2 separate regions of the Pan troglodytes genome follow, and region 2 is linked to region 1. Evidence: chromatin contacts called from public Hi-C data. All regions are on one chromosome and are shown on one strand. Each heading gives the region's core, a stretch centred on a gene start, on an enhancer-like site or on the middle of the called end of the contact. The rest is flanking DNA. Distances are from core to core; before and after follow the strand shown.

The links. Hi-C and Micro-C count contacts between places; a contact is called where the count stands out from the background.
Region 2: a contact with region 1 is called in a Hi-C map of stem cell-derived neural progenitor cells, with 3 times the contacts expected there. The contact joins the promoter of KCNJ2 here to the enhancer-like site in region 1. A contact is called at or near these places in 1 of 7 Hi-C or Micro-C datasets (stem cell-derived neural progenitor cells) and 1 of 1 datasets of contacts at active chromatin or transcription factors (stem cell-derived excitatory neurons).

Annotation. Positions count from the first base shown.
Region 1 is chr19:82,582,078-82,586,814 of NHGRI_mPanTro3-v2.0_pri, forward strand. The region is part of intron 3 of LOC107969310 (a long non-coding RNA gene); the gene reads left to right. Among named protein-coding and RNA genes, the nearest start is that of MAP2K6, 190 kb to the left of the region's middle. Within about 2 kb of position 2,299, at least 6 of the 24 cell types and tissues checked have an H3K27ac peak or open chromatin away from gene starts, as enhancers often do. A contact at or near this core is called in stem cell-derived neural progenitor cells, where this site is marked.
Region 2 is chr19:83,143,346-83,148,082 of NHGRI_mPanTro3-v2.0_pri, forward strand. It overlaps KCNJ2 (potassium inwardly rectifying channel subfamily J member 2), which reads left to right and starts at 2,002. Exons shown (of 2, transcript NM_001428081.1): 1 at 2,002-2,171. It overlaps LOC134806912, which reads left to right. Exons shown (of 6, transcript XM_063800075.1): 4 at 225-271; 5 at 1,332-2,171.

The DNA of each region.
Region 1 (4,737 bases), core at 1,049-3,548:
TCAATTCAAAGAAACATGATGGAAATTTCATGGGCTTTTAATTGGACTTTCATCTTTGCTTCCTTTGTCAGTAAAGAATGACTATCCTGGAACTTGAGGTTGTTGCTAGACCCCCTTCTTAAAAAACAAACAAAAAAAAACCTAAAGGTTCTATAGTTAAAGCCTCTTGGGAGGGGAAGAAGACTCACTCAGTACACAGAATGATAAAATTTTACTTGCCGAGGTAACATACATGACTTTGGACAGGTTTAAGCTGCTTTTTCATTGGAAGGAAGAGAACTTTTAGGCTTGCAGGTGCTATTTCTTTCTTCTTCCAATTTCTACAACTGGAAACTAGTCATCGTAGGGTTTTCCTTAAATAAGTCCAAGTCTACAGGAGGCAGCAGGGAGTCTATTCCACTGAAGCCTTCCTATGAGGATTGAACAGCTTCTAATTTCTTGATCATTCTAATCAACATAACCATCTGGAAGATTTCGTCATTAAACTAATAGTTGGTAATCATATTGTCCTGGCTTTCAAAATAAAACAAAATGAAAAGGACTTCTAGACAATCCAAGCAGGCTATTTGTCGAACTGCTCTATTTATCTGTGTCGATTTCATTTATATATTTCAAACACCCACTGCCTCTAAAGTATACCGAATCATGCCCTGAAGCAATTGGTCTCATCTACAAAGAATGAGCCTGACCCATGATTCTGTGCTCCTCTGTTTCTCACATTATAGTCATAAGTTAGCCCAAAGATAGAAGCATATGATTCTTTGGATGAGATCTCTGTTATCTTTTAAGGAGATAAGAATCATAAACTCCATTCAAAGGTGACATCAGAACAATGAAGGACATTCTGAGACAGAGCAAATGACCTCATGACATTTTCCCTAGATTTTCTAACTTTTCTTCTGTTTAGTAATCAATCATTCACTGACTCTAAATGTATGGGAGGTAAAAGTTTTTCTTTACTTTCTTATATTCTGAGGGTGGGCCTGCAAGTTAAACTGACAAAGATAGATGAATGGAAGAAAATTGTACACATTGTATGTGATGTTAATATTCTTATGTGGGCAGGGTTTTCATAGAAAAGAGGTGAAAACCCCCCAAAAAGCAGGTAAACTGGAGGGCATCTATACCATTTTAGCAAAGGACGATAACCTGGGGAGAAGCGACTATGACAGAGGAAAGAGGGTTTGGGCTTCCAGGGGTGGTGAATGGTGGGAAGGTAAATTTATGAGGAAAAGCAATAATAAACAAGAGTTATTTACTAAAGTTTGCTTACACAGCACATCTTGGTGCTATCTCCATCTCCTGATAAGGGTTGTTCTCCTCTTTCTAATAGGGGAGGGTGGGGGACACCTTTGTTTAGCCTAAAGCTAAGGTTTCTCCATATACAGTGAACTGTAACTCAAGGGGCTGTGGAAATATAGACTATAACCTATTCTTGAAACAAGTAGCCAAGTTTTAGCCAATCACAGCAGCTGAGTTTCAGCCAATCACAGGCAGCCAACTGTCTAAACTGCGTTTAAATAAGGCAGATGCTGAGCTGTAACCAATCCAGCTGTTTCTGTACCTCACTTCTATTTTTTGAACCTCACTTTCCATTTCCTGTCGATTAATGTTATCTGACCATGTGGCAGCCCAAGAGTCGCTGGGAACCTATTTTGCTTCTGGGAGCTGCTTGATTCATGAGCTTAATTAAATGGTTAAATCTAATTTGTCTAAAGTTTTTCTTTTAACACCTTCACGAGGGGAAGTTTATGCCCTGCTTTAAGCAGAGGGGGACGGCAGAGCTCTTCTGTGTCTGCTTTTTCTCAATTGCCCCCAGCTCAAAATAATTCTTATGCCGGCATATTTTGGGGTGACATATTCTGATCTCCTTCATTGGGAAGCAGTCCCTGAGTGTGAGCCTAGCAAAGACTCTCTTCTTAGAAATCCTCCCTAATTTGAAACATAGTGGTTAAAATTCAGAAGCTGGGTCTCTATGCACGTTTTCTAACTGCTTGGCACACAAAGGTTTGTCAAATAAAAGACAGGCAGGCGATGAATGCATTGAGAATTGTTGTCAATCCTACCTAAAGTTCCACAGACTTAGAGAACATGTCTTTCTACCTGACAACCATTCAGAGCAGTTTGGCTGTTCCAACTCGCGTCCTCAATTTCATCATTCAAAATCTATGAGACCGATACTGAGCTCTCATGGAAGACTGGCTCATTTAATTGAACAATTTGGAAAACTGTTGAGCTGAGGAAATGTATACAGAAGCTAGGTGGCGCTGGCGGCCACAGGCTGCACAAGATAATCCTCTGCATGTCAGAACATGCCCTGTGCCCAAAGGACACAGCTGTGAAACCTTTCTGAAGAGTTTAGTATCAGATACAGGGAGAATGATTTGAAACAAAAGAGAAATACAGAAATTCCACAGCATCACTTTCAGACTGTCCAACATTACCCATTCCTTCTGACATAAACATGAAAACCCATAAAGCACAATTTGTATTTATCTATTTTCTAAATAAACTCCTCCTGGTCATTTGCTTTTTGAATATTCTGTTTGGTCTCTTTGGTTTTGCAATCACCACTGACTTGGAGCTCCACAGAAAAACCAGAAGTTCCAAAATAGCAATCGGAAGAGAACTTGGTTTCAGTCCCTTTTCCATTAATGCCTATTTTCCACAACCACATAACCTGTGCATTTGGAATATTTTCCCAATAGCACTGGCTTTCATAAGCTGTAGTGACTGTCAGGAAATAAAACTGCTTTGGTGGAAAGACCAGAATTATATAGCTGAGAACACAAGAATGTTAAACCAGCCTTCGAAGTCTTGCAGAATAGGAGAGAACAAAAGTGGGCTGTGTCAGTGAGGCAGGTTTAATAGAGATAGAACACTTATGAATTTCTAGTCACATCTTCTGACCAGATAATCTTCTACAGAGTCATTTAGCTTATGTATAGGAGATACGAATCTTACAAGTGGAAGATGACCATGCCTAAGTCAGAATATAATAGTCTGACAAAATTTTCTGCTTTATGTATGCTTATGGAACTTGTTTTATATATAGACATATCACATTTATATAGTCATTTAATAAATTTCATTCATTGAAAATAATACAAATGCATTACAATGAAAACAATCATTAGGTACGTACTTTTGGTTAATATTTCCAACTGTCCTGAAAGATGTGGTATAAATATATCTGTAATCCCTAGGGGTTTATTGCACAATAAAAAAAGCAGAGCACACTGTTGATTTTTTTTTTTTGAGACATATTGGCTGGTAAAATGTTGATACTAATTAATTCTGAAGTGGAAACAGGCTTACAGGCTGGCAGACGGGTTATAAAAATTTTTTTTTTTCCATTGGTCTCAGAATTGCTAGAATCTTTGTTTCAGCACCAGTAGCTCTGGTTTAGGTTAATATTTCTGCCTCCACTCAATACCATGTTATACACCCTCTTTCCTACTGTCAAAGGAGTTTGTTGAAGATAGTTTCTTTACCTGAGAAAGAATACCATTCTCCTTTACTCCTCTTTTACCATGTCTCCTCTTCTACCTGACCAGTGTACATATTTGTCAACTCTTTTTCCAACCTGTTAGCATGTTACTGATGGAGGGCTTCACGGAAGAAGCACGGAGTTGAGAATTTCAACTTTTACTTCTGTTACAGGAGTGGCCTTCAGCCTCACTTAGATAGAAAGGGCCACAATAAACTCAGAGGAGTAATAGGCTCAGAAATGGTGGACAACATACTCATCTTATTTATCACTGGGTTTCTGGCCCTTGATGCAGTACTTGGTATTTAGTCAGTGCTCCTTGCTAAGCTTCTTGTTTGTGTCTGCTTCCACATTCCAAAGATATGAGGATATGAGTTTGAATAGAGTATGAGATAGTTAACAAATATGAAACCAGTGGTATTGAGCACCAACAACATACAGAGCTGTATTAGAAACTGAGAATTGCAAAAAATGATATATTTGTCCATGTTCCCCAAGAGGTTACCTATTAATACATAACTACATATTTGTAAGAAGACATTATAGCATATTGCCTGTGAACCATCTGCCTCAGCTTCTAGTTGTTTCCTCTGATTCAGCTAGCCAAATGCCACAAGAAACCACAAAGCCAATTTGTGTTCTTGGATAACTGCGTGCAACACCCATTAGCTTTCTATGGGCAGGATTTGGCGCAGAGAACTCATCTGTTGCCAGTGCTCAAAAGAAAGTCAGGATTAAATAAACCTATTTCTGTATTCTTACAGGCGTGCCTATGAATCCATGAGGCTACAGTCACGATGGCATACTTGGCAAGCTCAGGGCACTGTTATCTTTTGAATTAATTTTGTGACCTGTTATAAATGCAAGTTCCCTTACTGTGTTTCAAAGGCTTTTTGCTCCCTATTCCAATGTCACAAGTTTTCTTCTATGACAAAGATCATGTTAGCTTAATTTTTTTGCTATAATGTGATTTTTTTTGATATTGCATTATAGCTCCTTCCCCTTTTGGCATACATGCATTCATAGCTAAATTATGGAGTGACTGGGGTTTCTTTCCCTTGGCATGATTTACCTCTGGTCAGATTATTCCTTGTTGTGGGGGACTGTCTTGTGCATTGTAGGGTATTTAGTAGCATCCCTGGCCCTTGCCACTAGATGCCGCTAGAATTTCCTGCCCCTAAAATGTCTCCAGAATTTGCTAAATGTTGGGATAGGGAAGGATCGCCACCTGTCGAGGACCACTGATT
Region 2 (4,737 bases), core at 752-3,251, 560 kb after region 1:
TTTCCGAGTGACTGGTTTTCAAAGCGAGCTCATTACCTGGAAAAACAACAACAACAAAAGTGTTGCCTCTCTGAATTCACATGGTTTGGAAAATTCTTAGCCATCTACAGATGCACCAACTGAATCATAATAAAGAAGAGAAAATCTATAAATGATTAATTTCCTTTTTCTATTTAGGCTTAACATGTTTTAAGGGATAATTAAACTTTTGGCCTGTTTCTTAGACGTCCAGGAGGAAGCATATTTCAGAAGAAGCTTATTGAACTGAGCGGTGAACTCATTCATTATCCTTTGGTTAATACAGAGTGAACTTGTCTACCCTCAGGTTCATTTAGCTTTAGGCTACAGCCTAGATTCTTAGACATCCGTCTATTTTACAGTATTAATTCAAGCTGTTTATAAATAACACATGACTAAACAGATGTTAAAGAAGACCTCCCTTGGGGCAGGCATTATTCCCACGTTCATGGCAACAGAGTTCGTAACAGGGCTTGGTGAACAGTATAATCTCAACACATTAACTGGGACCACATCGCCATTTGGCTATCAGAGCAGCCACACCGAGTGCATCATCTCTTGCACACCCTTTTAATTTAAGTACCTTGCTCAATGCTAAGAAAAAAGGCACACTTGGTAAGGCAGGAGTAAGTGCGGATCTGCAAAACCTAAGCAAGGATATTTCACCAGCACCTCCTAGGGGCCACGTGTGGATATGAGGATGGGAGGTGGGGACTCGCACAGAACCTTTCCTTGAATTGTCAGTTTCACCTCTCCTACACACAAAAATCCACCCCGACTGCGCCGTCCACAATACCAGCTAGTTTGCTGAATTAGTTCAGCGACTCAAGGAGGCCTTACGAGGTTTAAATAAACTGCACAAAAGACACATTTGATCGCTCGAGAAAATAAACATTTAAAAAACTCAGTGGAAAGAAAGACTCCTAAAATATATCCCGTCCTTTAGAAGCAAAGCTTCGTTAGGACACCGAAGTACTCAGAAATAATAGGCACTTACTCTTCGGTTTACACACACACACACACACGGATTAGTTTATAAAGTTCCAGGATCCAGACCCGGTTAACACTGAAGTTGCTTTTTAGGGGTCTGCGCGCTCTCGCCTGGCTGCTGGGAAGGAGGGCTGGGAGGCGCTGAAGCGAGGGCAGATCTGAGTGTCTGTAGGAGTTGCTATTCCAAAAAAAAATCATTACTCTCTAATTGTTCTGATTTTAGATCAGCAAAGCGTGCCGGGCGGTGGTGGAGAGACTGAGGGCGGACAAGGCGAGAGGGAACGAGCCGTCCACCCTTCAGAGAAGCCTAGGCGCCTTGTAAGTAATTCGCGAACAGTCGGGAGAACAAACAGCCAAGCGGCGCTGCAGTGGCCGCACTTGCGCGCGTCTCAATCCTGGGGGCTCTGCGCGCCCGCCCCAGTCCCTCGCCCCATTGACTCAGTGGCTTCTCCGGGCGCTGCAGCCTCCGCGGGGGGCTTCTAAGGGCCGAGGGGCTCCGGCAGAGAGGGAGTGGAGAGGGAGACGCGCCGGGACCGACGAACAATCCTGCCCCGGCGGCAAAGGTCTCTACCCGGCGCTGGCACCTCGCAGGCCCCTCGAGGAGCACGCAGGGCAAGCGGCCCAAGAGCGGGGGAACCGGGAAGTGTGTGGGGCTCCAGACGGAGTAGGAAGCTTTGCCCAAGGCCAGGCTGCAATCAGGCAGCCGCAACAGCCGGGCGCGGAGCTTCCCACCTGCTGCTGTCCCAGCTGGGCCGCAACTTCCTCCTCCCCGGCCCGGGCCCGACTCCCCGGCCGGGCTCCGAGGGTGGAGGGGGGACGAGGCGGCGGCAGGTTCCCTCCGCTGGCAACGCCTCGCAGCATCCTCCCCTCCCCGTCGCGGTTCCCGGGGCCGGCCGCGCGGCCAGGCGCGCTGCGATTGGCCGGCAGCGGCCGGGGGCGGGGCCAGGAGAGCCGGTGTCGCACGGACCGCCTCAAAAGAGCCCAGGATATTGCAGAGCGCACTGGAGCCCTGGCCAGCGCGCAGCCTTCCCGGCGCCGGCGGGCTGGGTCTTGGGAATTCTGGTTTGCTTTGGCTCACTCGCTTTTTACAAACCACTGGATCTTACATGCCTCTGTACCCCCCACTTCCACTCCATGTCCCCATGCTCCTGCGCCAGCAACAGGTAAGGGCTGCTGTGTTTTCTTCCTTTTCGCTCGCTGCCGGTGTGTCCTGGGGAATGGACTCTGGCCGCCGTCCCCTACCCTACCCTGCCCCGCTGCTCCAGAGGTGCCCAGCTGTCACACTGCTGTAGCGCTCACCCACACAACGGAGTCCCAGATCATGCCTATATAGTTTGTGTGCGCACCAGAACATCCCCAGAGCTAAAAATACTGAGACATGCTTGGAACAGTTGAGCAATAGAAACAGATTTCTCTGCAGCATCTGTTTGTGCTCATAACTTCCAATGCACCAGCTGTAGCGAGATACTGGGTTTGGAGGCAAGGGCGAGAGCGTCTGTGTTCGGTTCTCACTCTAAGTGGGGAAAAAAAGAAAGAAAACGTGGTTGCGGGTTTGGGGGTGCGTCTTGAGCCCTGGTCTTAAACCTTGGCAAAGCTTGGGACTCAGCACTATTCTTGATCCTTGGCTTTTTTTTTTTTTTTCGTCATTGCTTCAAGTATAGCTGTGAGTTTCAAACAGAGTGAGTGTCTCAAAGTTGCCTTCCTGAAAGAAGAGCGGGAGCCCGAGTTGGATTTGAGCCTGAGGATCGCAAAACTTTCACATTACATATCACTCTCCCCTAACCAATTTGTTATTTTCAGTAATAATGGTATTAATACCTGGCTTGAAGACAGTGTGGTTTTAGGAAAGCAAAATAGTCAAAACGACTTGATTCTGCAAAAAGATTGCATCATAGCAGGGATTCATCATGTCAATTGGAAAAAAAATAGGGATAGGGAATGGGCAGTTTAATGTCTGTGTCTGGGTACGGATATCATAGGATGATCACTAGGATAAGGCTGTGAGTTCCGACGATTTTCATAAATTCAGATTTTACCTGTTAGGAAATAAGGTGTTATTTGAAAACCTCGGATATGCAAAGAAACCATATTGCGTTTTACCATTTGTTTTCTTTTCACATTAATAATCAATAGGCTGCCAGATTTCCTCTCGCCAACCAATGTTGTGTGTCTGCTGTACATTATCTGTACACTTGTTAGCGTTTTCCTGCTCACTTCCAAATGTTTCATTTCTATTTGCCATTATCTGGAAAAATCCTGGTGCTCAGAAGGGGTAAGAGATGTTAATTGAAGCATGGTGGAAAGGGTGAGGATAAGGTCAAGGCCATTTTACTTAGCTTCCTCCTCTCTCATATTTTAATGACACTTTATTTTTTAATGTTCTTGGTCTCCATAAGAAATATTTGATCTAAACTCATGTGAATTTTGCTTTTAAAAAAAATAAAAGAACACAGTCTTTCTACATCCTTTGGACTCCTGAGTTGTAGAATCTCTGGTTAGCTGTAGCGTCCTTGTATGACTTTTGCGTAGCCTGAAAGATTGAAAACAGCTACCTGCACAGATTGAGTGTTTCAGATTTTTTTAAGTGTATATTTTTATTTACCAAACATGTCTGTTTTTCAGCGTATGCAAATGCTGAGCAGTGCTACAAGCCAAGTGTCGTTGAGTATAAATGTTAGACAGGGGGCTCACACGTAGATAGATGGGTATCCCCCTCCCCTCCCCACTTCCCCCTCCTCCTGCCTCATGTTTATTGAGCTTCTAAGAGGCTGCTTTCCTAGCAGTTGTGCTCACATAGCAACATGTGCCCAGAGCACACTCAGGCTGTTCTATATGGCGTCAGCTGGGGAATAGCTGCTCTAAACACTCATTAGCAGACCTGTCTCTCAGCCCAGTATGTTTTCTTTTGCTACCTTTATTTCCTATCCTTAGAAACTTTCTTATTCATTGCACACCATGACCATATTACAGGACACATTTACTCTCATTTGATTTTTTTTTTTAGTTATTTATAAGCCATATTGGAAGTATTACCTATATAGTCAAAGCAATTTAGATCCCTCATTTGTACCATGTGATCTCCTTGACCTTACATTTATCCATAGCTCTTTCTCCTTTAACATCTACCTAAGTTTAAAACGCTGAACTATTTTTTTCCATTGCTTATGCTTAATTTTGGCTCAGCCTATAAATAGTCTTAACATGAACAGCACCACATGTAACCTCTCAATTTCCCAAAAATACTTTCTACATCATGGGTTATGGCCTGGATAAAAATGATTATTTGTGTCCATGAAATTTACATCTAGACCCTTAAATATTTTGGCTGGAAGGGAGATTTACACATTGTTCATCAAATCAGATTTCAATTCTCTGGATTTGTATCACTTAGTTTTCTCATCTACTCCTCATTGATTGCATCTCAAACATTATTTTGAATATATGCTTGAAATAAAGTTGCATGTAAGCCCTGTTTTTTTAATGATAGCTTTTCTCAGCTGCTCACGAATTGGTAATTGCTAGTGAGAGGACCGGGCAAGGAAGTTTTTTGCTTGCTTAAAGTCGCTCAGGCATGTGGGCAGGTTAACAGTAAAAGCAATTTTTACCATGAAACATTAAGACCGTTACCCCATCAAACCCTGACAGGTTCTAGACTTTAGCTATGTAATCAGCTCCACAAAAAGTCTGAATACATATATGTGTGTGCACCTGCATATACACATAAATCTG